Linked DNA regions of Sus scrofa: region 1 is linked to region 2. Evidence: chromatin contacts called from public HiChIP or PLAC-seq data. All regions are on one chromosome and are shown on one strand. Each heading gives the region's core, a stretch centred on a gene start, on an enhancer-like site or on the middle of the called end of the contact. The rest is flanking DNA. Distances are from core to core; before and after follow the strand shown. Region 1 has its middle 55 kb from the start of C1H18orf63. Region 2 holds the start of CNDP1 (carnosine dipeptidase 1).

What was found. HiChIP or PLAC-seq counts read pairs in DNA pulled down with a chosen protein or histone mark.
Region 1: an H3K27ac HiChIP or PLAC-seq map of alveolar macrophages shows a contact between it and region 2. The contact joins the enhancer-like site here to the promoter of CNDP1 in region 2.

The regions. Positions count from the first base shown.
Region 1 is chr1:149,667,736-149,672,626 of Sscrofa11.1, forward strand. No RefSeq gene overlaps it. Among named protein-coding and RNA genes, the nearest start is that of C1H18orf63, 55 kb to the right of the region's middle. Within about 2 kb of position 2,281, at least 6 of the 83 cell types and tissues checked have an H3K27ac peak or open chromatin away from gene starts, as enhancers often do. A contact at or near this core is called in alveolar macrophages, where this site is marked.
Region 2 is chr1:149,548,528-149,554,169 of Sscrofa11.1, forward strand. CNDP1 (carnosine dipeptidase 1) reads right to left here and starts at 3,485. Exons shown (of 12, transcript NM_001290324.1): 1 at 3,466-3,485.

The DNA of each region.
Region 1 (4,891 bases), core at 1,031-3,530, 120 kb after region 2:
TAACCTGCTTCATTCACAGCCCTTCTCTAGCCCAATTCCTCTTTCAAAGTACAAAATTCTGAATGGCAGAAAAAATTATCCTTGTTTTCTTCCTTTTAAATACCATTAAATTCCCCAGAACTTGTGACTTTAAGGACTTTACAGGAATTCAAATTACCTATGGTGGAATTTCTTCACCTATTTTTATTAACTGACTCCTTTGGTTGTTAGTTCACAAGGCTGAGACCTGCACAGGGTTTCCCAAGGACATCTACGATCTGACTAAGGGGATTCCATCTCTTGGTTAACAAGAGAAATGACCACTGTCTTAAAACTTACTAGAATCTCAATATTGTAAGAATGAAGTTGAACAAGCTCTTAGTTGAACTTTCCAGATGCTTTTACAATTAGAGAAAGGGAGAATGTAGAAGGATTAGGCGCTGGCATTAGACATCAATAGGTACCACCTGAATTCAGAGGCTGTTTTTATGTTTTAATTACTTACGGAAAGCAAGGCAGAATCTATACTTCCCAGCCCTTCTCCACTGAGCAATAGTATCAAAACACTATGACCCTGGGTGAGACCAGATGTACAAAGAGAGATGAAGAGAAAATAGAAAAAACCTGCAATTTCCTGCCTCTCAAGAGATAAGACGTTGAATTTGCCTTTGAAGTTAAATGTCTTTTTTTCTGGGAAGCCACCCAATGGAGAAATACCCTCTTCTAGGAAGGTGATATTTGAAACCATGTGGCTCTGGCTCCAAGGAGCTAAACTCCTCTGCATAATAATATAAAGGGTATAATTATTGTGGTTAGAGTCACTTTTCTGCAGATTGTGCTTCTTTAGAGTAATTTTCTTTCCCAAATATGGATTTACACTTCAATGTGCCAATGTTAAAATTATTGCTTACTTTTGTGATGTTAATGCATTGTTCCTCAAAGGCAATGTTGAGAAAAGATCCCCAGTCTGCAAGAAATCCATGCAGGCCTGACCTTCTCTTCACTTCTCTGCACTAGAGGAGAGACCATTGAAAAAGAAAAAAGAGAAAGAAGGAAAAGTCAGAATGGCAAGGTATGGCCACATAAAAAGGGAAAAGAATTGACTGGGCTTTGGGTGGCTCAGTACATACACCAATTACCAGTCTAGAAAACAAGTCTAAGTAAATTTAAAATAAATGACCATAGCAGAATTACTAGAAAGCAATAACAGAAAAACATCTGAAAACATCATAAATATTTGGAAATTAAACTTCTAAATAGAAATATGGAAGTATTTTAAACTGAAAAAGATGAAATCACAAGTCAAAATTATGAGATGCAGCTAAATCAGTGCTTTGAGGGACATTATATTAGAAAAGAGAAAGACCTAGCATCAGTATTCTAAGCTTACACCACATTTGTTAATCACTAAGTCCCGTCAGTTCTACTTCCTAAATATTTCTTAGTTTACTTCTCTCCATCATGCTATCTCAGCCTCCTAACAGATCTCCATATCCAGTCTTGCCTTCCTCTCACCCCAGATCTTCTATTTCTTCTGTTCAGCAGCATCTCTCATTACTTCCTCCTTGCATTCCAGCCTCACTGATCTTCTTGAGTTTCTTAGAGTTATCATACCTTCCTCTGGGTCTTTTCAGACATGTTCCTAGACCACTCTTTTACCTCCAGGCCACATTATTAGCTTCCACACATGGAAAAATCCTACCTTAAACTTCTCTTCTTTCTGGAAGCCCTGCTGCTGCTATAGATAGCTTCTACTATAGCTCATTGTACTTCCTTTGTGGTAGCATTTAACATCTCTTTATCACCCATTTAATTGCCTCTTTTTCCTGACTGCTTGGGGGAGACTAGATGAAGTCTTCTACATCTGATATTGTATATCTGGCCACTAACACAATTCCTGGAACATAGTAGGAGCAAACTAAATATTTGACAAATGAGTGAAAACCTATTTTAGTAGAAATATGACCACCAGGTTTGTGGTTACAAGTCAATGAGGTCATGACTTGGGGATTACAGCTTTCAGTCAACATTGGTTTTTTCCCCAGCATCCACTTATTCTTCCAGTTTAACAATGGCCCTGAATTCTCTTTGGGGATCCATGTGGTTCCTGGGAAGCATATACTTACCCTGGCTCCAGCAGTTACATAAATATTCACGATTGAGAAAGCCGATCTGCTCTTGTGGTTTCTACTACTTGAAACTACAATTTCTCAATTAAATGAGTTACTGGGACTCCCTATAAGGCTTCGGGGCCCTCCCATTTCATCATCTTCCTGTCATGAGAAGTACTGGGTGAAGTTCTCTGGCAGTGTTCCTGTCATGATTCTTTGGAAGGACTATTTAGAAGGATCTGGGTGATTGCCTAATGCCCTAGAAAGAGCATAAGCAATAACTTGGCACATGTTCGAATGAAACATGTCTAATGTCATGAAGAAGGTGAAACAGATAAGAATAATAAAGGAAAACCAAAGTGGAATTAACCTAAATTTAAATAGTATCACTCCCATGATATTTTTTGCATAGAGCAAGCAAATGGAAATGGCTGTCTGGCCGAAAGAGAAAATGCTGTGTCTTATTCCATCTATTTTTTTCCTTTTTTTCTATTTTCTAAAATAACATGAATTGTCTTTTCCACAATATAAATAATTCATGTTTATTATGGACAATTTGGGCATTTAAAAATGTATATAAAGAAATGGATCTCCCCAAACAATACACAGCGTAACCACTGATAATGTCTTTTTTTGGTAATGTTCTGATGCATTTTCTTTCATAAGTTTTTGCACATGGAATATAGATGAATATTTTCCTTTTCAAAATTCAAGTGTATGTTTTTCGTATATTGCTTTTGTCTATGTAAATTATGACCCCCAAAAGTAATTTTTAAAACCTTCCATTTTGTGGATATGCTGTGATTTTTAAAAAATTTTTGTTAAAGTGTAGTTGATTTGCAATATTGTGCAATTTCTGCTGTATAGCAAAGTGACACAGTCATAAATACATACATATATATATATATATATATATATATATGTATATGTATACATTCTTTTTCTTATATTCTTCTCCCAGGAGATTGGATATAGTTCCTTGTGCTGTACAGTAGGACCACATTGCTTATCCATTCTAAAGTTAATAGTTTGCATCTACTAAACCCAAACTCCCAGTCCATCCCACTCCCCTGCTGTAATTTTTTTTCCATTTTTTTTATTACTCAAATGAATTTATCACATCTGTCGTTGTATAATGATCATAACAATCTGATTTCACAGGATTTCCATCCCACAGCCCAAGCACATCCCCCACCCCCAAAACTGTCTCCTCTGGAGACCATTAAGTTTTTTCAATGTCTGTGAGTCAGCATCTGTTCTGAAAAGAAGTTCTGTCTGTCCTTTCTTCAGATTCCATATGTCAGTGAAAGCATTTGATGTTGGTGTCTCATTGTATGGCTGACTTCACTTAGCATGATAGTGTCTAGGTCCATCCATGTTGCTAAAAATGCTGGTATTCCGTTCTTTTTGATGGATGAGTAATCTTCCATTGTGTATATGTACCACATCTTCTGGATCCACTCCTCTGTCGATGGACATTTAGGTTGTTTCCACGTCTTGGCTATTGTAAATAGTGCTGCAATGAACACTGGAGTTCATGTGTCTTTTCCAGTCATGGTTTTCTCTGGATAGATGCCCCAGGAGTGGGACTGCTGGATCAAATGGTAGTTCTATTTTTAGTTTTCTGAGGAATCTCCATACTGCTTTCCACAGTGGTTGCACCAATTTACAATCCCACCAACAGTGTACTAAGGTTCCTTTTTCTCCGTACCCTCTCCAGCACTTCTTGTTTGTAGACTTTTGGATGATGGCCATTCTGGCTGGCGTAAGGTGCTACCTCATTGTGGTTTTGATTTGCATTTCTCTAATAATGAGTGACGCTGAACATCTTTTCATGTGTTTCTCGGCCATCTGTATGTCTTCTTTGGAGAATTGTCTGTTTAGATCTTCTGCCCATTTTTTGATGGGGTTGTTTGTTTTTTTGGTATGGAGCTGCAGAAGTTGTTTATAAATTTTGGAGATTAATCCTGTGTCAGTCAATTCACTTGCAAAGATTTTCTCCCATTCTATGGGTTGTCTTTTTGTGTTGTTTAGGGTTTCCTTTGCTGTGCAGAATCTTTGAAGTTTGAGTAGGTCCCATTTGTTTATTTTTCTTTTTATTGTCAATACTTTGACAGGTGGATCTGAGAAGATGTTGCTGTCGTTTATGTCAGAGTGGGTTTGGCCTATGTTTTCCTCTAAGAGTTTGATAGTGTCTGGTCTTATATATAGGTCTTTTAATCCATTTGGAGTTTAATTTTGTGTATGGTGTTAGGGAGTGTTCCAATTTCATTCTTTTCCATGTGGCTGTCCAGTTTTCCCAGCACCACTTATTGAACAAGCTGTCCTTTCTCCATTGTATAGTCTTGCTTCCTTTGTCATAGATTAGTTGGCTGTAAGTGCATGTGTTTAATTCTGGCCTTTCTATCCTGTTCCACTGATCTATATGTCTGTCTTTGTACCAGTACCATGCAGTTTTGATGACTGTTGCTTTGTAGTATAGTCTGAAGTCTGGGAGCCTGATTCCTCCAGCTCCATTTTTCTTTTTCAGGATGTCTTTGGCTATTCTGGGTCTTTTGTACTTTCAAACAAACTTCAAAATATTTTGTTCAAGTTCTGTGAAAAATGTCCTTGGTAATTTGATAGGGATTGCATTGAATCTGAATATTGCCTTGGGTAGTATAGTCATTTTGATAATATTAACTCTTCCAATCCACGAGCATGGTATATCTTTCCATCTCTTTGTGTCATCTTTGATTTCTTTCATCAGTGGCTTGTAGTTTTCAGAGTACAGGTCTTTTGTTTCTTTAGGTAGGTTTACT
Region 2 (5,642 bases), core at 2,235-4,734:
ATCTCCTCCCTCTTCCCTCTCCCTGGGACCCCTCAGAAGGCTCCAGGCTGGGTGCAGAGCAGGAAAAATGGGTCCAGAATTAGGGAGGAATTCCAGGTTGAGAATTAAACTAATTAACTTCTTCCAAACTAACTCTTCCTTCTGGATTGGTTTTGTACTTTTTTTCTTTTTAGGGCTGCACCTGCAGCATATGGAAGTTCCCAGGCTAACGGGTCGAATCCGAGCAGCAGCTGCTGGTCTATGCCACAGCAATAGCAACACCTGAGTGAGGCCAGGGATCAAACCCGCACCCTTATGGATGCTAGTGGGATTCTTAACCCGCTGAGCCACAGTGAGAACTCCAGCTCTGTACATTTTTGAAATAGGTTTTAATTTTTTTAAAGCTGGTTTAAATAAGGTTCAGGCTGATTCTTTTCTTGGCCTCCAGTTCCAGGCACCAACAGAGGCAGGCTGAGGACTTGAGTCTGGAATAGAACCACTACAACTCAATAATAAAGATAAATTAACCCAATTTTTAAAATGGGCAGAAGGATTAGAATAGACATTTCTCAACAACAATAACAAAAAACCCAAATAGCTAATAAACGCATGAAAAGATGCTCAACATCATTGCCACCAGGAAAATGCAAATCTAACCACAATGAGACAACGATGCACAGCACTCTGGATGGTTAAAATTAGCAAGTCAGGTAACAACAAGGGCTGGTGAGGATGTGGAGGAAGGGAACCTTCATGCAGTCCTGGTGGGAATGCAAAATGGCACAACTGCTTTAGAAAACAGTCTGGCAGTTCCTCAAATGATTCAACAGTGTCACCACATGACCCAGAGATTCCACTCCTAGATGCGCACTCGAGAGAAATGAAACCTGTGTCCACACAAAAACTTGTACTTGAATGTTCCCAGCAGCATTATTCGGAATGGCTACAGGTGGAGACAATCCACATGATTGTCAGCAAATGGCTGGATAAACAAAATGTGGTTCAGACATGCAGTGAACAATTACTCAGCCACAGAGAGAAGGGAAGAATTGGCACAGGCTGCAGTATGAACGGACCTGAACCCACATTATGTTAAGTGAAAGAAAGCTGACATAAAAGACTACGTATAATATCAGTCTAATTACCTGAAATTCCAGAAGAGAAAAATCCTGAGAGACAAACCTAGATTCGTGGTTGCTTAGGGCTGGGAGCATTGGGGGAAATGTAATACGACTGCTAATGTGTTGGGAGCTCTTCCTAGATGATGAGAATGTTCTTAAGTTGATTGTGGCAGTGACTGTTCAATTCTGAATATGCTAAAAACTTTTGAGTTGCACACTTTAGGTGGGTGGATTGTAAAATGTGTGAATTATATTGCAACAGAGTTGTCATAAAGATAATAATCATAAATCTAGGCACCCATTCAAAAATATAAATATATTCTTGAGTATGAGAAATGTCTATAAAGGAAGCTAAGGAGGGGGTGAATCAGGGTCTGATGAGCCACACGCCTTGGTGCGTGCATTAAGCACTTAGTCCAGCAGATGGCGCCAACGAGCTGCTCAGCATCTCCCTCCATGGCTACCAATTTCACCTTCTGCTGGGAGTGAGGCCAGACCTGACCAGGTTGGGTGGGGCAGAGCCAGGAGCCAGAGCTGCTGCCAACCAGGAGGAAATGGCTCCTTCAGACCCATGGCGGCAGGACCAGGAAGTTCTGGCTACTTTTTGCTGCTGATCTATTTAAATTAGTATGTGAGCTGTTATTTTTATTTTTCATTCATTCAGCTTCCATTAAAAAATGATTTGGGGAGTTCCCGTCGTGGCGCAATGGTTAATGAATCCGACTAGGAACCATGAGGTTGCGGGTTCGGTCCCTGCCCTTGCTCAGTGGGTTAAGGATCCGGCGTTGCCGTCAGCTGTGGTGTAGGTTGCAGACGCGGCTCGGATCCCGCGTTGCTGTAGCTCTGGCGTAGGCCGGTGGCTACAGCTCCGATTCAACCCCTAGCCTGGGAACCTCCATATGCCGCGGGAGCGGCCCAAGAAGTAGCAACAACAACAACAACAACAAAGACAAAAGACAAAAAAAAAAAATGATTTGGTGCACCTCTTCAATGATATATGAAAGGAAAATCTGAAGGGGAAAAGGAAGCCACAGGAGGGGAAGGAAAACTTAGGTTGTGAGGTCTGACCATTCTTCCTGAGGGAAGGGCACTGGAGGGTGGAGCTTCTTATGGTGTTACGGCACATACCCAGCAGCCCTGTGCTGCAGCGTATCAGCTCTGGCGACAGCCCCGTACCAGCTCCAGTAGCTCTGTGGCCGTAGTGGATCAGCTCTTTTACCCGGCAAGAGACCAAGCGAGCACTCAGAGTTGGAGAACTCAGGTTTATTACGCAGGCATGCTCAGACAAGATCGCTCTCCAGAGTCTGAGCCCGGAAGAAGGGTTTCACAAGGCTTTTATGGGCTACGCCTTCCAGGTCCAAGCTTGACTAGTTGGACTGGAGTGACGTCAGGCAAGGTAGTAGATGCGGAAGCAGATGCATGGGGGAGGACTGGTTGGGGCAGTTGGCTAGACTTTGCTTAGTCATCATGGCTGGAGTCTCTCCTTTCTACATTTTATTGGGACATTTTCTCCTACAATGGCTTGTTCCTGGGGGTGAAGCCCTGCCCACTGGCCTGCACCCCCCCATCACCCCTCACCCCTGGAGTTTTTCCTTCATCTTTCTCTTTGTTCTCTTGTGTTCTAGTCATTCATGCTTGACCTGAACAAATCACCCATAGAAACCTAGGGATTTGGAAAGGGTGTTCCTGGCCTTGGCCTTGGCTGAAAGGAGCAAGTTGCTGGGGAAGGTGAGGGTGGGGGTCAGGGAGCAGAGCTGCAAACACAGGTCTTAGTGTCTTCCTGGAGGGCCAGGTGGCCCATCCCTGTGTTGCAGGACCCAGAGGAAACCGGGATAGATAGCTCCTTGGAGCCTCCTGTTAATTCCAGCCAGTTGTTCTTAGATTGGCAGCAGAAGTTCCAAGGGCCCCTGTGCTGAGTCTTATTTAAATGTAAACACTTCTCAAAGTCACGACCACACCTCTGTGGTGTAGCCAGGAGGGGAGGCCTCAGTGTTCTCTGTTCTCTCCCTGCTCCAACCACCATTGGAGAAAGTGAGAGGATCTGAGAGCTCAGCTGACAGTCAGTGGCCTTGAAGTCCCCACTGGCCACCTCATCCAATGACACTTCTGTCTCCTGCCCTGAAAACAGCAGGCATCTCAAAAGGAGGCTGGAGTGGGGTCAGCTAATGATAAAACCCACTCCTGCCTTGTTTGCAGTTGGTATTAGTTTCTGACATTGAATAAAGCACAGAAAGTGAAAGGATTCTTGCCTCCCACCCCCATGGCCCAGGCAGGGCAGCTCTCTGCAGACACACAATGGTGCATCAGGCAGACCCTCTTCCATCCATAAGAAACTTAACTACCAGGTGCCAAGAACTCTACTTACCCAAGTCTTCTAGAGTCCCAGGTGATTGTTTTACAGAGGTTGCTCTGCCCTTGTCCGCTGTGATGAATTTTACAATTCAGGGGAAAAAAATCTTTTATTAGCTTTGTTTATCTCACTATGACAGGAATAAATATTCCAAACCAAAAAAAAAAAAAAGGGCTTTTCTGGATTGTGTTAATTCCGCTGCAGGCGCTGAACTGAGTCCAGCGACTCCTGCAGAGACTAGCTAATTCCTCCAGCTGGTGAGGGAGTGGCTTTCCAAGGGTAGCCTGGACACCAGCCAGGGCCAAGGAGCAGAATTCCCCAGAAACTCCCCAGAACCCCCAGCTTCTCCAGCATCCACTGGCTGGAGGTGACAGGAGAGTCAACCCCAAAGAAGAGCTTGGCTGGGCCTCAGTCCCAGAAGCAGAAGTGACTCTGCACACCGCATGGGTGGCTGGGGACAGGTGTGCAGAGCTGCAGAGGGCAGAGGCCAGGAGAAGCAGGGGTTGGAGGAGGACTGGGGTCGCTGGCCAGAGGCACGGCCATGTGCCACCGTCCTGTTCCCGAGGCACCTGCTGGCCCTTCCAGGCCCAGGCTGGACAGATCCCTGGTGGCAAAGACCCCGCCTGATGGCCAGGGGCATTCTTGGCTGCCTGCAGTCCTGGGCCTGCAGAGGAGGCAGCAGAAGGTTGTACCAGCCCTGTGGGGGAAAGCTGGGCTGTAGGGAAGCCGTGTCACCCAAGGACTCTTCCATCTGTGTTCCTCCCTCTGCTCTGGCCAGGGCCCTGGGCCTCTCCTAACAGCAGCTCAGTGTTTCCCAAGCCTCTGTCATCTGGAACCATCAGCAGCATGATGACAAACACCCAGAAAAGTGGTGAACGAACCAGCCAGAGACTCCTGCTGTTTCTCTTGCAGATGGGCCCCCACAGCCTCAGAATGAGAGAGAGAAGAGTAGTAAACAATAAGACCAGCATCAGCACTGAGTGTGTTCCACTGAATTCACCCATGAAACCCAGGTCTTTGGTCTTGAGGGCAGGGTGTCCATCCCCAGCTCCACATTCCTGAGTTGACCTCCGACCAGAGCTTCTGCCCTCTTTTCCTTCTTTTCGATCTCTTTTGAGGGATTTTTGCATAAAGAGTGTTAACAGGATAAATCTAAAATACTGCAGTGACCCATCTTAGGAAACAAGAGCTGGAATCAGAGAGTTCAAGCAGCAGAACAATGGAGAGGGGGAGGGGAGAGGTGTGGTCAGTAGACCTAAGAGGTGGGGAGACCCAGATTCAAGGCAGCAGGGGAGGCTGGAGAGGAGCAGAGCTAGGGAGTCGGGAGAGGAGGGCAGAGTTCTGGCAGGACCAGTCCAGTAGGACAATGGAGATGTCACCAGACAACATGTCAGCTTCCAAGAAACCTTTAATTACCTAGATCCTCTCTCAAGTCTTATAAAGCTGAAGCTCACCAACAAACTTGATTTCAAAGCTTGGGCTATAGCACCTTCTTGACTGGATACAAGATCCAAGGGACGAAGGGAAGGAGGAACTCCAGGCTGGGCCTCCTCCTGGCAGTACTACCACAGGCGACTTTGGTGATGTAGGCAAAACACCAGGAATTCAAAGGCTCAGAGTTTTGGGGGCCAGAAGTTAGGACTCAACGGGTCAGGAGGGCTATAGTCCCTGAAAGTTTCCAGGGGAGGATCTTCCTGCTCCCCCCAACCCTGGGGCAGTGGGCAGTCCTGCTCCCTCTGCCTCTGTCTTCACCTGTCCTCCCCCAGGTGTCTCTCAGCCTCTTCTTAGAAGGACACTAGGCTTAGGGACCACCCAACCAGTGTGACCTGATTTTAACTAATTATATCTACAAAGACCCTACCTCCAAGTAAGGCAAATTTGGAGGTTCCAGGAGGACGTGGTTTTGGGCACCATTAGCTGACCCAGTACAGTCTGCCTTTTGGTCTCCTGTCACTAATACCCTACTACTTGTTTACTTAACAATTATCCATCTGACTCTCTTGAACAAAAGCTACATGAAGGCCCAGACTGTGTCTTCCTGTGTCCCAGGTCCCCATAAGCCTAGCATGCCTGGCACAGAACAGAATCTGATCCAGGCGACGTTTAGTGAATAATTACTTGCATAGTCTTGAAGGACTCCAACAGTAGTTGATTTTTCACTAATTAACTAGTTCTATTTCAACACTGTATTA